2 separate regions of the Anser cygnoides genome follow, and region 2 is linked to region 1. The links are chromatin contacts, called in public Hi-C maps. All regions are on one chromosome and are shown on one strand. Each heading gives the region's core, a stretch centred on a gene start, on an enhancer-like site or on the middle of the called end of the contact. The rest is flanking DNA. Distances are from core to core; before and after follow the strand shown.

Region 1 (3,390 bases), core at 300-2,799:
GTATGCATCAAGGTGTAAACAATCCCTTCCTGTAGGAGGAGCCCAAGAAGGAAGCTAGGTGTCGTCTTGTTCTTCTCTCAGAACTGGGACTGGTCCATACAGGGGTCTGAAAGCAAACTGAGGGTGGCTCAGTTGAGATAAGGCATTTGTGAGGCTTACTAGAGAGAGGAGCATTCAGAGGACAGAGCAAGCCTTGTCTGTTGTGGATGCCTGTCTGGCTCCTGCATAAACAGGTGTATTTATTTAGATATGTTAATATCCTTTGCTGCAGGGAAAGCAACCAAATCTGAATGCTCAGCCATTACCTGCTGCAGGGAAAGGGTGCATGCAAGAGGAATGCGAAGGGAGTTCTTGCTGCCAAGGAAAGATGAAAGGATTTTACAAATAGAGGTTGAAAAAAACAAGTAATACTGGAGACTTTATCCCCACATAAAGGAGACAGAGCCTGAAGTGACAGAGAGTCCCCATTGCTTTCTTAAAAACACAAGGGCAAAACGAGTGGCTGAGCAGGAAGTAAGGCAGAAAACAAGATCCTGTAAAAACTGCCAGCAGTTAGGGAGGGAAGAAAAAAATCTCGAAGTACGCAAATCAACTTTGATTTGATGCTAACCCCAATGTCACACTATAGAGGGATAGGCTTGCAATAAATAAATAAAAAAAGGGCACCCAAAAAAATGAGCCTGCTCCGGTGCTCCCACCTCTCTGGGTCCATGCCAGACTGTGAAGTTCACTTTCAAAGGCAAAGCTGACGCGGAGACATTTGACAGGACTCATGCTTCTAAATCACATGGGTGCTTTTGTAAACATTACTTCTGGGTGTACTTAATATCTCCACTATTAATCGGGTTGCGGGGAGTTAAAAGCCCATTAATGGCATTAACGAATGCTACTTAACTGTGCTGAATTGCAAGAGCAAGTTTAGGCAGAGAACAAATACAATGTGACTTTGGAGGAGCAGAGAGCCAGGCAAAAAAATAACATTTTCATCTAGGGGATAAAAACCAAACAAACAGAAAGCAAACACCTGTTAATCAACCCAAAACACACAGCCTATGAGAAGGCAGGAAACCTTTGGCAGGTGATAGTGAGAGAACTTGTGAGTGTGTTGGTGAAAGCCAGATGTGGGGCTCAAGAAATGGAAGGCAGGAGGTGGGCCGATACGTGGAACAGATGTGATAAGATCTTGGCATGCAGTATGGCTACAAGGACGGTCAGTGGAGTTTGGTCTCGCTGGCACAAAGCGCGCGCAAAACACAACCAGGAAGTTACAATCTTGATCCGAAATCTGTAGCATACCAGGCCAGGGAGGCAGTGATAACCTGGATGGTGTTCCAGCAAAGTGACAGCAGGGACTGAGGGCCTGGAGGGATCAGCCATGTCCAGGTTTTTGAAGACTGCAATGGGACAATGCCCCAAACCTGCTTGGTTTGGCTCTGTATTGGCTGACTGTGTTTATGGGTGCATGTTAATACCTGCTTGCACTTACTGGTTTCTGAGCAGCCAGGACAAAGAATCTTTAACATGGTGCTTGCCTGTTTGTAAAGGTTTAAGGGGGGGAGGAGGAATGGGGTTAAGGGAAAATTTAACCTGAATATCGTGGGGAAAAGGTTAAACAAATAAGTGCACAAGAATATGAACATTTCCTCCAGATCTTTGCCTGAAGCTTTCAGAGGAGGTAACGTGGCATGTATCTCATAAAGTTCAATTCTGTATTGTCACAGAGGACAGGTGGATAACCAAGTTCTGCCTTTCTAAATATGTTAACTGCAGAGTATTTCAGATAGATAGACACTCGTTTCTGTATTCTCAGTGTCCTTATTACCTCTTAAAAATGACATTAAAAAAACACTGTGGCTGGAAACATGAAATGCTCAGAAATGGGAAGTGCTAAAATCATGATTGTTCATGCAAAATCATGATTCTTCATGCAATTCAGCCTTCTATATGAATCTGCATTGTGTTACAGTCACAGAATGGTCACTGTATGGGGTAGATCATCACTGAACTCACTGGGTAACTATTCAGAATTTTTTCTTACCCTCATCACTTGACCTCAGACCTTGTTTACTAAACACCACTTAAGCTTTGCATAGAGTGCAAACGGATTACATTTCCTCATGGGTTTTTCTGTGACACTTTCACTCCAAATCTGAGCAGTTCACAAACATGAAGACATTTCCCCTTACTGCAGACCTTGCGAAAAGAGGAAGGAGCTAGCACCACTTCCATCTTACTAAAGTGGAATGAAGACAGAGAGTTTAGAGATGGGACCACTAACTCTGTCTGGCTGTTTGATTTACAGCTACATGAGTTTGCTTTTTTTTTTTTTTTTTTTCAGTGTTGTATATGTTTAGACATTGGCATGTTATTTAAATCTGCAGAGAATTTACCCTCCAAGCAACTATTGTGAAAGACAAAACTGCAGATATATAACAAAACCAATTGTGTTCTGTGAATATGAGAGCTGAGCACTTACTGAGAGAAAAGGACAAGGAAAAAAAAGAAAATTATTGAGGGGATCAGAGGGAGAGTGGGGAGGGAGAATGGTGTGTGGACGAGAAAGTCTAATATTGTAAAAGGCTCATGAACAAATGAAATGAGCACTGGAGAACATCTTTGGGCAGGACATGGCGCTAGGAGGATAGAAGAAAGATGATCTAAGCAGGACCTAGGATACCCTTGTTAGAAAGTTTTGATACTAAAGCCACCTGAAATGGAGAGGGAATCACAGGCAAATGTGTGATGGCCTGATACGAACTATCTTGGGAGGCAAAACACATCCCTGACTGAAGAGAGGGGGAGTGTGGGGGAGAGAATTTCTGCCAGGATTTTTGCCAGGAGTGGCCAGGATTTCTTGAACCTCTAGTGCCAGGGACTCCCATAATTTGGTGTTGAAGGCACAGCTCCCAGCAACCTCGCTTGCAATGGAGATCGCTCAGCACTTTTGCCAGTCTGGCCCCAGGTGTCCATAGCTTGGCAAACAGAGCGGGAGGTAGCAGCCAACTGTGAAAATGCTTATTTAAGTGACTTGCCAGTAACACACAGGGACTCAGTGAAAGGAGCAGGCCTAGCTGAATTAATGACCAGATCATGTCCGCCTCCAATCCCTTTCCTAACTTCCTACACACCCCTCAGCTTGGCAGTAAAGGATGCAGGGGTCCTCTGGGAAAAATCCAACAAAACTGTACGTGATCACGCCATTAAGGACTGTACTATAAAGCAGAGGCACAAAGGGGAGAAATTAATGTTGTATGGCAAATCTCCGGACCTGTATTTCCTCACTGCACTGTGCAGTCGTAGTGCAGTTTTAGCATAGTTTTCCATGTGTAAGCCTTGGCTTACTGGGGGAATCACTACAAAGTTTCAGTGCTTTCTTTCTTACCCGTCAGA
Region 2 (3,390 bases), core at 340-2,839, 150 kb before region 1:
GCCGTGGCTGGCTGGGGTCTCCTACGGGTGACAGGATGTCCTGCCGGGGCATCTTCCTGGATGGGACTTCCTTGGCATGATGCCTTGGTGGCTTTGGAGCCCACCACGGCTACGACACATGGCATTGCCACCACCAGCAGGACCTGAGTGCCCAGGCTCTGCTGCCAAAAGCACGAGAGATGGCTGTGGCCTGGCGAACTGGGAGAGCGAAGCCTGGCTGCTGCTTCCTGAAGGCCTCTGCCACTGGAGGGGGACAGAGCACCTCTCTGCGCAGGTAGGTCCCCCCGCACCCTTCCCAGAGGAGACCCTCCCATGCCGCAGGGCTTCCACCCAGTTCAGCCCGGTGGATGGGCCACTGCTTGCACTGCCGCACCCTGGAGTGGGTCATCGCGGGATTGCGCTGCTAGCAGAGGAGGGGAGCCATTTGGCAAGAAGGGAGCATTTCACACAATAGCAATGAGTCCACTGGCAGCTCAACACCGCCAAGCCTGCCACCACGGGTGTCGCAGCACGTCCGGGGAGAGGAGATGCACAGGAGCCCAGTGGGGGTCAGGAGCTCTCTGGAGATGGGCCTGGGTGTTTAGGTGCTGCCTCTAAACCCCTTCATGTTTCAGATGTGCTCCTGATGTTCTCTTATATCCAGCTGCTTTGGATGGGCCATTCCCATCTCCATCTTTTCCATCAGCCTAGGGCTTGAACTGCTCAAGCTGGTGCAGTGCCCTGGCCCATGCCTGATGGTTTCTGCAGACCACAGGGACACAAATACAGCGGGGATGGAGGCAGAGGGGCTGCACCAGCCGGGCTCAATGCCATGCCAGGCTGCCCGGCACCACCTGCACAAGGTACCATATGGGGACACCAACAGTGGGATGGGCACATGGCTCTGAAATGGCACATTTTTGATGACTTACTGTGGCAGGATGGTGCTGGCTCCCACAACGCCAGGGGATGTGTGGCGGGGAGCTCACTGAGGAGAGATGGTTCCTGCTCTGGGTGGCCAGGTGAGCAGCTCATGCCTTGTACTCTCATGGAGCCCTGGTGCCAATGTTCTGTCATAATGATGGCTGGTGATGATGGCAACACGGACCTGGGTGGCAGCTCTGCCCCCGCATTTTGGGAGGGTGTCGTGAGCTGGAAGAGGTGGCTTCCACAGCAGGGTACCCCAAGGAGCAGGCACCTTTCTCCTGGCCAGCTTGCTCCGGCCGACGAGACCTGATCGATGAATGAAGCCGGGGCCTGGCACGCTGTCAGGAGCAGGCTGCATTGTGCAACAGTGCGTGATGCAACTGAACTTTACATAACCTGATGCAACACCTATGGCTGGAGTTTAAAGCAGCAGGTCCTGGATGGCTGCAGTATGGTGTACATACCTCCTCCTGCATGCACACATGTGAGGTCAGCTGGTGGGAGCGGACAGCAGCACTGCTCCAGGCAGCTCAGGCTTTGCTCTTGGGTTTGAAATCACTGCAAACAAACAAACAACTGTGGCTCGTGAGAGGTGAGTAGACCACGAGCAGAGGCAAGAGCCGGGCACATTGCAAACAGCAGCTGTGGAAATGTCCTCCCTGCAGCTCAGCCCATGTTCTTCATTCCCACCTGCAGCTAATCCTGTCCGAAGTCTCTTTCCTCACTCATGTCCCGCAGCTCCCGAAGCCTGCTGGAGCTGGGGTACCTCAGTCTCCATTTGCAGCCCCTCACCCCCAGATGCTCCTTGCACAGCATCTTCCACCAGGCTAAATCATGATTTTGAGCTCAGTGCTGTGTTAGGCAGCCTTGAGGCTCTGCAGATCTGATGCTTAACCTGGTGCCTTGGGGAAGGCGGCAGTACCCCTTTCCTGGGGCAAGACACCAATGCTCTTTAATATAGCATGAGGCAAGGCATCACCCTAAATCTGCCCATGGCCTGACATCTGCTGCTGTCTGTCCTGAACCTCAGGCCAAAGTAATTCCTCATCTTTTCTCTGACATTTATCATATTTAAGCTAAAAGAAAACAGAGGGCGGTTGCTGGCCTGCTGTTTTCTGTACAAGCAGTGAGAGTTTGCAGCTGTTGGGAGGTCTGGCGTGTGTGTGGTGCCCGAGCAAGGCAGGGGGAGCAGGGGCACGCCGGGGAGGGATGATGAGCCCCAGAAACAAGCCGGTCATGACAGCCATGGTGGGGTGGTCCTGCCATGCCCCTCACTGCCGTAGCATCACGCCAGTCCAGGCTGCAACACTGCCACCAGGAGCAACGTACTTGGGTTTTAGGAAGCCCTTCTGGGACGAGGCAAGAGAAAGCATCGGAGCCCAGAGGGAGCCAGATTGTCTTTCTGTGTGAGGATCAGCCTGGCACGACCCCAAGTATCACCTGCCTTTCCCTTCCCCCTGCAGAGGAAGCTAATCCTGGGCACTGGTGTCGCTGCCAAGTTTGCATGGAAAATGCCACCAGCAGGAGCCAAGCAGCAACCACTGAAACCGAACTGGGAGGGGACGGCGATACAAGCTGGTATCCCCTTCCTGACGTGACTCCTACCTGTGAGTCACCGTGGCCTCAGTACCTTTCCAGCCATGCTGCTGCGCCCGCAGCTGGTGCTCGAGTGCCTGACTCTGGTGAGGTGAAGCCTTTCAGCTTTCTGAGCCAGGCCCTCATGATGTAACACTGCAGGTGAATTTCCACAGCTCTGCCAGAACACAGAGTGGGGCTGGGAGATGGTAAAAATGCCTTTCCCCAGCCTGGTGCCTGGACTGTCCTTCCATCTCCCTTCCCAAAAGGTACCTTTTTATGCGTTCCCCATCCCACCCTCCAAAAGCGGTGCTCTGGGGCTGGAGAGACTGTGCTGGTGGTAAAGGGGGTTATGGCATGGCCCTTCAGGGCTGCAGCAACACCTCCAACCACTTACACACAACAGCCTGTGTGCCCGAGCTCCAGCCAGAGAGGATTTACAACACAAAACCATCAGCTGATGCAGAGATCAACCGGTGCTGCAATCGGGTCACAGATACTCTAAATCAAACCAGATCTTTACATCCTGGAGCTGCACAGCCTGCAGGGAGCAAATAAATGGTTAAGAAGACAGGCTGAAGTGCCAAACGAGAAAGCAAAGTTTGCTCCACGCTCGTGGCCAGGATGTAGTGGGAGAAGCTGCTGTGTGTATGCAGCACGCGCTCATCCGTGACCGTGTGGCTCTTCGTGTTATGTCTGAGAAGGAAAGCAAAACAAGAAATGGTGACCAGGGTGGGATTATAATCCAGGAATACCGTGACTGCTGAAAAACCGAGGAGGAAACCACAGGCTAGTAGCTGCTGTTAAACTAGCTGGTGGAACGCTTGCCGAGATGGCGGAAATTTTCCCAGCCCCTCTCTCCATAAAGGCAGTGGTGATAGTGATGCATTTGAGCTCCTGAAAAATGCA

Evidence for each region. Hi-C and Micro-C count contacts between places; a contact is called where the count stands out from the background.
Region 2: a Hi-C map of liver shows a contact between it and region 1, with 2.5 times the contacts expected there. The contact joins two enhancer-like sites. A contact is called at or near these places in 2 of 7 Hi-C or Micro-C datasets (both in liver).

What each region holds. Positions count from the first base shown.
Region 1 is chr3:34,171,555-34,174,944 of Taihu_goose_T2T_genome, reverse strand. All of the region lies in intron 2 of LOC106029742 (a long non-coding RNA gene), which reads left to right. Among named protein-coding and RNA genes, the nearest start is that of VEGFA, 88 kb to the left of the region's middle. Within about 2 kb of position 1,549, at least 1 of the 3 cell types and tissues checked has open chromatin away from gene starts, as enhancers often do. A contact at or near this core is called in liver, where this site is marked.
Region 2 is chr3:34,325,015-34,328,404 of Taihu_goose_T2T_genome, reverse strand. No RefSeq gene overlaps it. Among named protein-coding and RNA genes, the nearest start is that of MRPS18A, 46 kb to the left of the region's middle. Within about 2 kb of position 1,589, at least 2 of the 3 cell types and tissues checked have open chromatin away from gene starts, as enhancers often do. A contact at or near this core is called in liver, where this site is marked.